Regions from separate parts of the Zea mays genome. Here region 1 is linked to region 2. Evidence: chromatin contacts called from public Hi-C data. All regions are on one chromosome and are shown on one strand. Each heading gives the region's core, a stretch centred on a gene start, on an enhancer-like site or on the middle of the called end of the contact. The rest is flanking DNA. Distances are from core to core; before and after follow the strand shown.

What was found. Hi-C and Micro-C count contacts between places; a contact is called where the count stands out from the background.
Region 1: a Hi-C map of leaf shows a contact between it and region 2, with 4 times the contacts expected there. The contact joins the promoter of LOC100283412 here to the promoter of LOC100276033 in region 2. A contact is called at or near these places in 3 of 25 Hi-C or Micro-C datasets (all in leaf).

The regions. Positions count from the first base shown.
Region 1 is chr5:36,237,686-36,240,450 of Zm-B73-REFERENCE-NAM-5.0, forward strand. LOC100283412 reads right to left here and starts at 1,328. Exons shown (of 7, transcript NM_001156313.1): 1 at 825-1,328. The coding sequence starts at 1,214.
Region 2 is chr5:36,029,187-36,032,108 of Zm-B73-REFERENCE-NAM-5.0, forward strand. LOC100276033 reads right to left here and starts at 1,300. Exons shown (of 10, transcript NM_001149923.1): 1 at 885-1,300. The coding sequence starts at 1,009.

The DNA.
Region 1 (2,765 bases), core at 78-2,577, 210 kb after region 2:
GTGAGAGCTGATTAAATGCTCTTTTTCAGAAACTGATCGAGAACAGCTACGGCTTTCCAGGTTATCTGAACTAAGCTGCAACACTGGCTTGGTGCATGTATAACTGAAACGCAGGCCGAAAAAAAGATTTATTGTAAGGTATTTTTTGCTCCCTTGTCGACAAATATTACATCTTATTTTACCAAGGAATGATTGCTATCTTCTCTCATATAATTTGATCCAGGTGGCAACATTGCATTCAATTGCTGTATCATGTGCAAGCTTCATGTTCATGTTACTGATTTGGTTTTGCTACCTAGTTCTTGATTGCTCTTGCCATTTGTTGCAGATGAGCTCACTTGATCTGTTTTTTTATAACTGCAGCAGCTCCAGGGATGCATAATCAGTTGAATTACTGGTTATGCCTTCTCTACCATGGTCTCTGTGTTGCAGCTCCCAGGGATGCATAATAAAGGAATCACCTGTTGGCATTCGAAGGATGGTGTTGATATTGTCGCAATTTCTGTTTTTACATCCTCAGGTGGACTGAGGATATTACAGTCAGGAGCTTAATCTTAAGAGTCATGCTGGTTTAGCTATTCAAACTCTTGCTTTTCTATCTTATAATTTGTTCTTGGTGGTTTGGGACTTTTGGGATGTGTTCTATTTTTGGCAATGAATGGTTTGGATCAAATGATCCAGATTTATTGTGGGCATACGTCAGGCAAGGTTTCTAATTTAATGTTTTGCAACAGCTTTCTTTGTTCAGTGTTACATTCTCGCTCCTTACCTCCGATGATCACAAACTAAGTGGCACTCTGCTCGAATAGAATGGCTCAACGGACCTGGAGGAGCGCGGCGACGCCGGACTCAACGTGGGTTAGGTTAACGAGCAGCATGACGAGTCTGCGCGCGAGAGCTGGCTGCTCCCCGCCTCGCTTGGCCACGACGTCCATGGCGGCATCGACGGCCCCGAGCGCGACAAGGCGCGCTGCGAGGGCCGCGTCCTGGCTGAGGTTGACGAGCGAGTCCGCCGCGGCCTCTCCCGAGCCACTTCCGCCCGCGGAGGCCAGCAGGCGGAGCAACGCCGGAAGGGCGCTATCGGCGCGCGCCGTGAGCGCCCGGAGGCCGTCCTCCCCACCCGTCAGCCCGCGCACGATGTCCGCCGCCGCGCCCCGCACCTGGGGGTTGCGGTCGGAGAGGAAGCCGATCAGCTCGTCGAGCTCGTCGGCCATGGCGCGGCGGCGGCGGCGGCAGGGTTTAGTAGGCCTTCTGGTCGTGTTCGGGGTATTCTTCTTTTTTTTTTGGCTGATACTACAATACACAGACACAGCGGGATGAATGGATTTGTTAGGCTGCTGCCAACGCTCCCAGTGGTAATGGCCTTAGTGTGCGTTCTCCGGTATTTCTAGTTGGCTAGTTTATTTCTAAACTAAAACATGGCAAATGAAAAAGAACGGAAAGAATGTCTAATTAAAGTTGCATCTAAACAAATATCTAATTTTATCAGTTATCTATCACGTTATAAATATTAGTCGGTTACCCGTGCGTTACGACGGATCACAACAATACCCACGTAAATTATCCAACAAAAAAATCTCCAGATTTTTTATTAATTGTCTTCGTTCTTCGCATAATATTTTTTATGAACGCACGGGTAACATAGGCAGCAAATCAGAGATCTCTATCCCTCGTCTCCTCCACTTCCAAGGTTTCGTAGAGCAGGAGGGGAAGGGAAGAGGCAGACATACTTGTTCGTTGCCGGAGAAAGACACGACAAAGACCTGGGCATCTGGAGATGATATAGGTAGTATACCGCTAGATATATAGGGAGAGAGCAAGCAAGCGGAGAAAGAAGCTCAGCCAGAACCCTTGGGCTACCAACCTCGCCTTATTTCTCACTACCAACTCATCCTCACTCTCTTTGTTTTTGAAAACCCATTTTGTACCTATGGGATGGCCGTTTGAAGGAGGTGGTACCAAAACCCAAACCTGATTTCACTCAAAATTTTCAAGCTTCTCATGCATAGCATTGACCAAGCGAGGATCGGATAGAGCGTGTCCAACATCCTGGGGCTCAAAAGTTGCAACAAAAGCTGAGTGAGCAAAGTGGGACATCTGCTGATACCTAGAGCGAGTGACTCGCTCATCAATCTCACCAATCATCTATTAAGGAGGGTGATCGTGTTGAATGTGCCGTGGAGTCGTCCTCGAAGAGGTAGCCTCCCCCTCAACAACAGCCTCAACTCCTCCAGTCTCAGCAGGAGCTGGCTCGAGCTGACCCTAAGTGGTGGAAGAAGTGGGGTCGGGTCCATTAGTCGAAGTCGTGGAAGCAGGCTCAACTAGGGCAACTGGTTGAGTCGGCTTGGGATCACCTGAATCGGCGTCGTCATGCTTCTCCTCCACAAAGATGGTCTGTCCCATCCGATCTGGACCTGCAAGCTCAAAGACAGGGGATGGACAAGGTGCAATCTCATCGAATGTTACCTCATAAGTCTCCATAATGCGGTTAGTCTCCAGGTTAAGAACACGATAAGCACGAGAATGTAATACATAACCCAGGAAAACCCCATCAGAAGACCGAGACTCAAATTTGTCTGAATTGCCCTGTTTCAGCACAAAGCATATGCAGCCAAACACCCTGAAATGACTAACGTTGGGTGGCCATCCAAACCACAACTCATATGAAGTCTTGTTCAAGAAAGTTCAAAGAAAAATGTGGTTCGACACATGGCAGATAATGTTGATCTCTTTGGCCCAAAAATGCCTAGGAGCCCTATGCTCAT
Region 2 (2,922 bases), core at 50-2,549:
TGGAGATAGGAAAAGATCAGTTACAAACACTCCAAACTGAAAAAAGGCAACATAGTGGAGTTCAATATTGAGATACCATGACACTATAAGACACAGAATAACAAATAACAATAGGTCAGTATTAACATCATTGCACTACGAAACAACTAAACTAGGAGCCTCCTAAGAAAAATTCATGCACTATTTTTGAAATATTACAGATAAGTATACTCTTACTTCAGCTTTTATTTACGATAGACTCAGAGACTAAAATATGAAACCCCAACTTTTGGTTCATACCGACTTGCTGCGGCAAATGGACTCAGCAAACTATAGAATGTTTAAATTAGTACATAAGACCATAGAAACTGTCAAATCCATGACGTCAGAGACAAACAAGATAATATATTGTCAGATTCTTAACATAAAAATATCATACGGTTGGAGTTCAAGGACATAGGGCTAGACTGTTTTGTTCTAAGACCAATCTAAAATATTTTGACTGCAATTAACTAGAAATTAAGAACTCGAACAAGCTTGGAAGGATGATGAGTGTAAGGAATTTTTTGGAAGCGGCTTCCAAGCCTCACTCATACTGTGAAATATAACATCCATATATGATGCCAAGCAAAAGCCGGTCTGCAATCATTGTGTAGTATATTCTTCCCCTCAAATAGAATCAAAGAAACAAGCCATGCCATCATGATGTGAACCAAAGAGCATCATGTACTAACAAATTCAAGAATGAAGCTAAATTGTACAGTCCCAATCGAACAAACGTATATTCTCTGCAAGTCAACTGCAACCTTTGGCAGAAAAGAAAAAAATGCTAAACAAAGGCTCGGTGTTTAGTGCAGCGAAAAGAGGATGGTTAAAAAAAACTGAATCTTGGCCAATCCCCTCACTTCAAGTTGGCGGGCGCCGCTGGTGCAAGAGGCATCCACCGACCAAGAACCGCAGCACGGCGGGCGCCGGGGCACGTCCGGAGGGTGCTTTTGGCGGCCGCGACAGTCACGGTCATTTCGGCCATCTCTGCTCCAAGAAACGGGCAGAGAGATCCAGTCCGATCTAGCAACCCGAGTGGGACGAAATAGGGGGGCGGATGGACGAGGAGGTAGTGCTACAAAGGCGAAGGCGAGAGCGATGGGATCATGACGATAATGTCTGCGGCTGTCGCGGCCGCTCTATCCATATCTTTGTTGCGGCTGGCGGCAGTAGAGGAGAGGGGGCGGGTGAGAAGTGGGGATGGCTAGCGGCACCGGCACGGCAGCAGAGGGAGGAGCGGATGCGGAGCGCGGAGGGTGGTGTCGAGTGGCCGAGTGGCGGAGTGGGAATGGGATGGGTAGGATTCGTTAGGAGGCGAGGAGGGAATGGACGGATGGATAGACAGAGATTAGATGATGGACGGCCAGATGCACTCCATAACTAGTTAAAGTGGTGTTCCACGGGTAGCGGATATGGGGAGTGAAGAGCTCTCTCGATCAAGCTGAATACATTTAAAATAACTCTTTATAATGGACAAAAACAAATGAAAAGGCAAAAATATTCTTTTTTCTATCCTTATCTAGAGAACATATATTGTGCAATCAATTATGTTGATGTGACCGTGCAGTCAAGTAATCTAACGCATCCAATCAAAATTTAACGGCGATTATTGTTTTAGATGAAAAGGATTGAATGTAAAGTAGTTACTAAGTTTCAGATAAAAATGGTTAAATATAAAATAGCAGTTGCCGTTGAATTTTAATTGAATGCATTACATTGTTTGATTATAATGATTAATTGCACAAGATATATTATCTCTTATCTTCTCTTAATGTATGTCTACCGCCTGCAATCACACTGGTGAGCCACCTGCTCTTATGACCATGTGCCCCGATGGACCGTGCATGTCGATGGGCGCACCCTTGATGGTTTACACATCTCGACGACCCACATGCTCTAGTTCTTGCATGCATCGGTGGATGTGCTCTTTAGATTATGGCCAGTAGATCGTGTACATGGTCATGTAAAAAACGTTGGTTTACAGTGAAAGAGTAGGGATTGCAATAGAAGGTGAGATCAGTAATGTTGTTGAAGATAGTCAAAGCGGTTTGCTTGCTTCGGTGGTCGTGTGAGTTTTTTCTCTCCATGTGTGTTTCTTTCTCGCCAGGATAGAGTGGTTTTGTTGAGTTCTTTCTAAGGCCTATCAGGGTGAGGTGAAGCTAAACAAAGTCATTTTGTTGGGCTTCATCCTACTCTGTGAGAATAGGTTTTAAAAATGATTTACCAATAAAACCTTTTATTTTATCCTATCAAGGTGAGGTGAAGCTAAACAAAGTCGTTTTGTTGGGCTTCATCCTATCGTATTCACCTCAATCCACGTGCATTGATGTGAATTGAAATATACCCTAATCCAGCTCAATACGTATGGATTGAGATGAATACGAGAGTATCCAAACAAGACCTAAAATCGGGATAAGCCTAACCAAACCAGAAATCTCTGCATGTCTTTGTGTTTGGATACTCTCGTATTTGAATACTATCGTATTTGGTTAGGATGAAGCCATTTTAAATACGAGAGTATCCAAACAAGACGGGATAAACCTCCTTTTCCCTTTGCTTAACACGACCTCCTTCACTGTATCACTCCTCTCCGCGTGTATTTCTACAGAAATCTGGAGTTTTTATGATGGTTGGAATTATGGTGGTTTGAGAAAAGGACAAATGTGTGCACATGAGTTAGTTGAGGGTGGTTTGGTTCTTGTTGATGCGGTCCAATAAAATCATGAAATAGAGAGGCTTCGAGGTTGGGGATTATAAGAAACTCGAGTACTTATATGGTGAGTTGAAATGTTTTTGATGCATTTTTAGAAGAAATTTGTTCGAAAACACAAATTGTTCATTTCTGTTTGTAAGCATATTTTCAGTCCATCCCTAGTGATGTTGACATGGGACTACAAG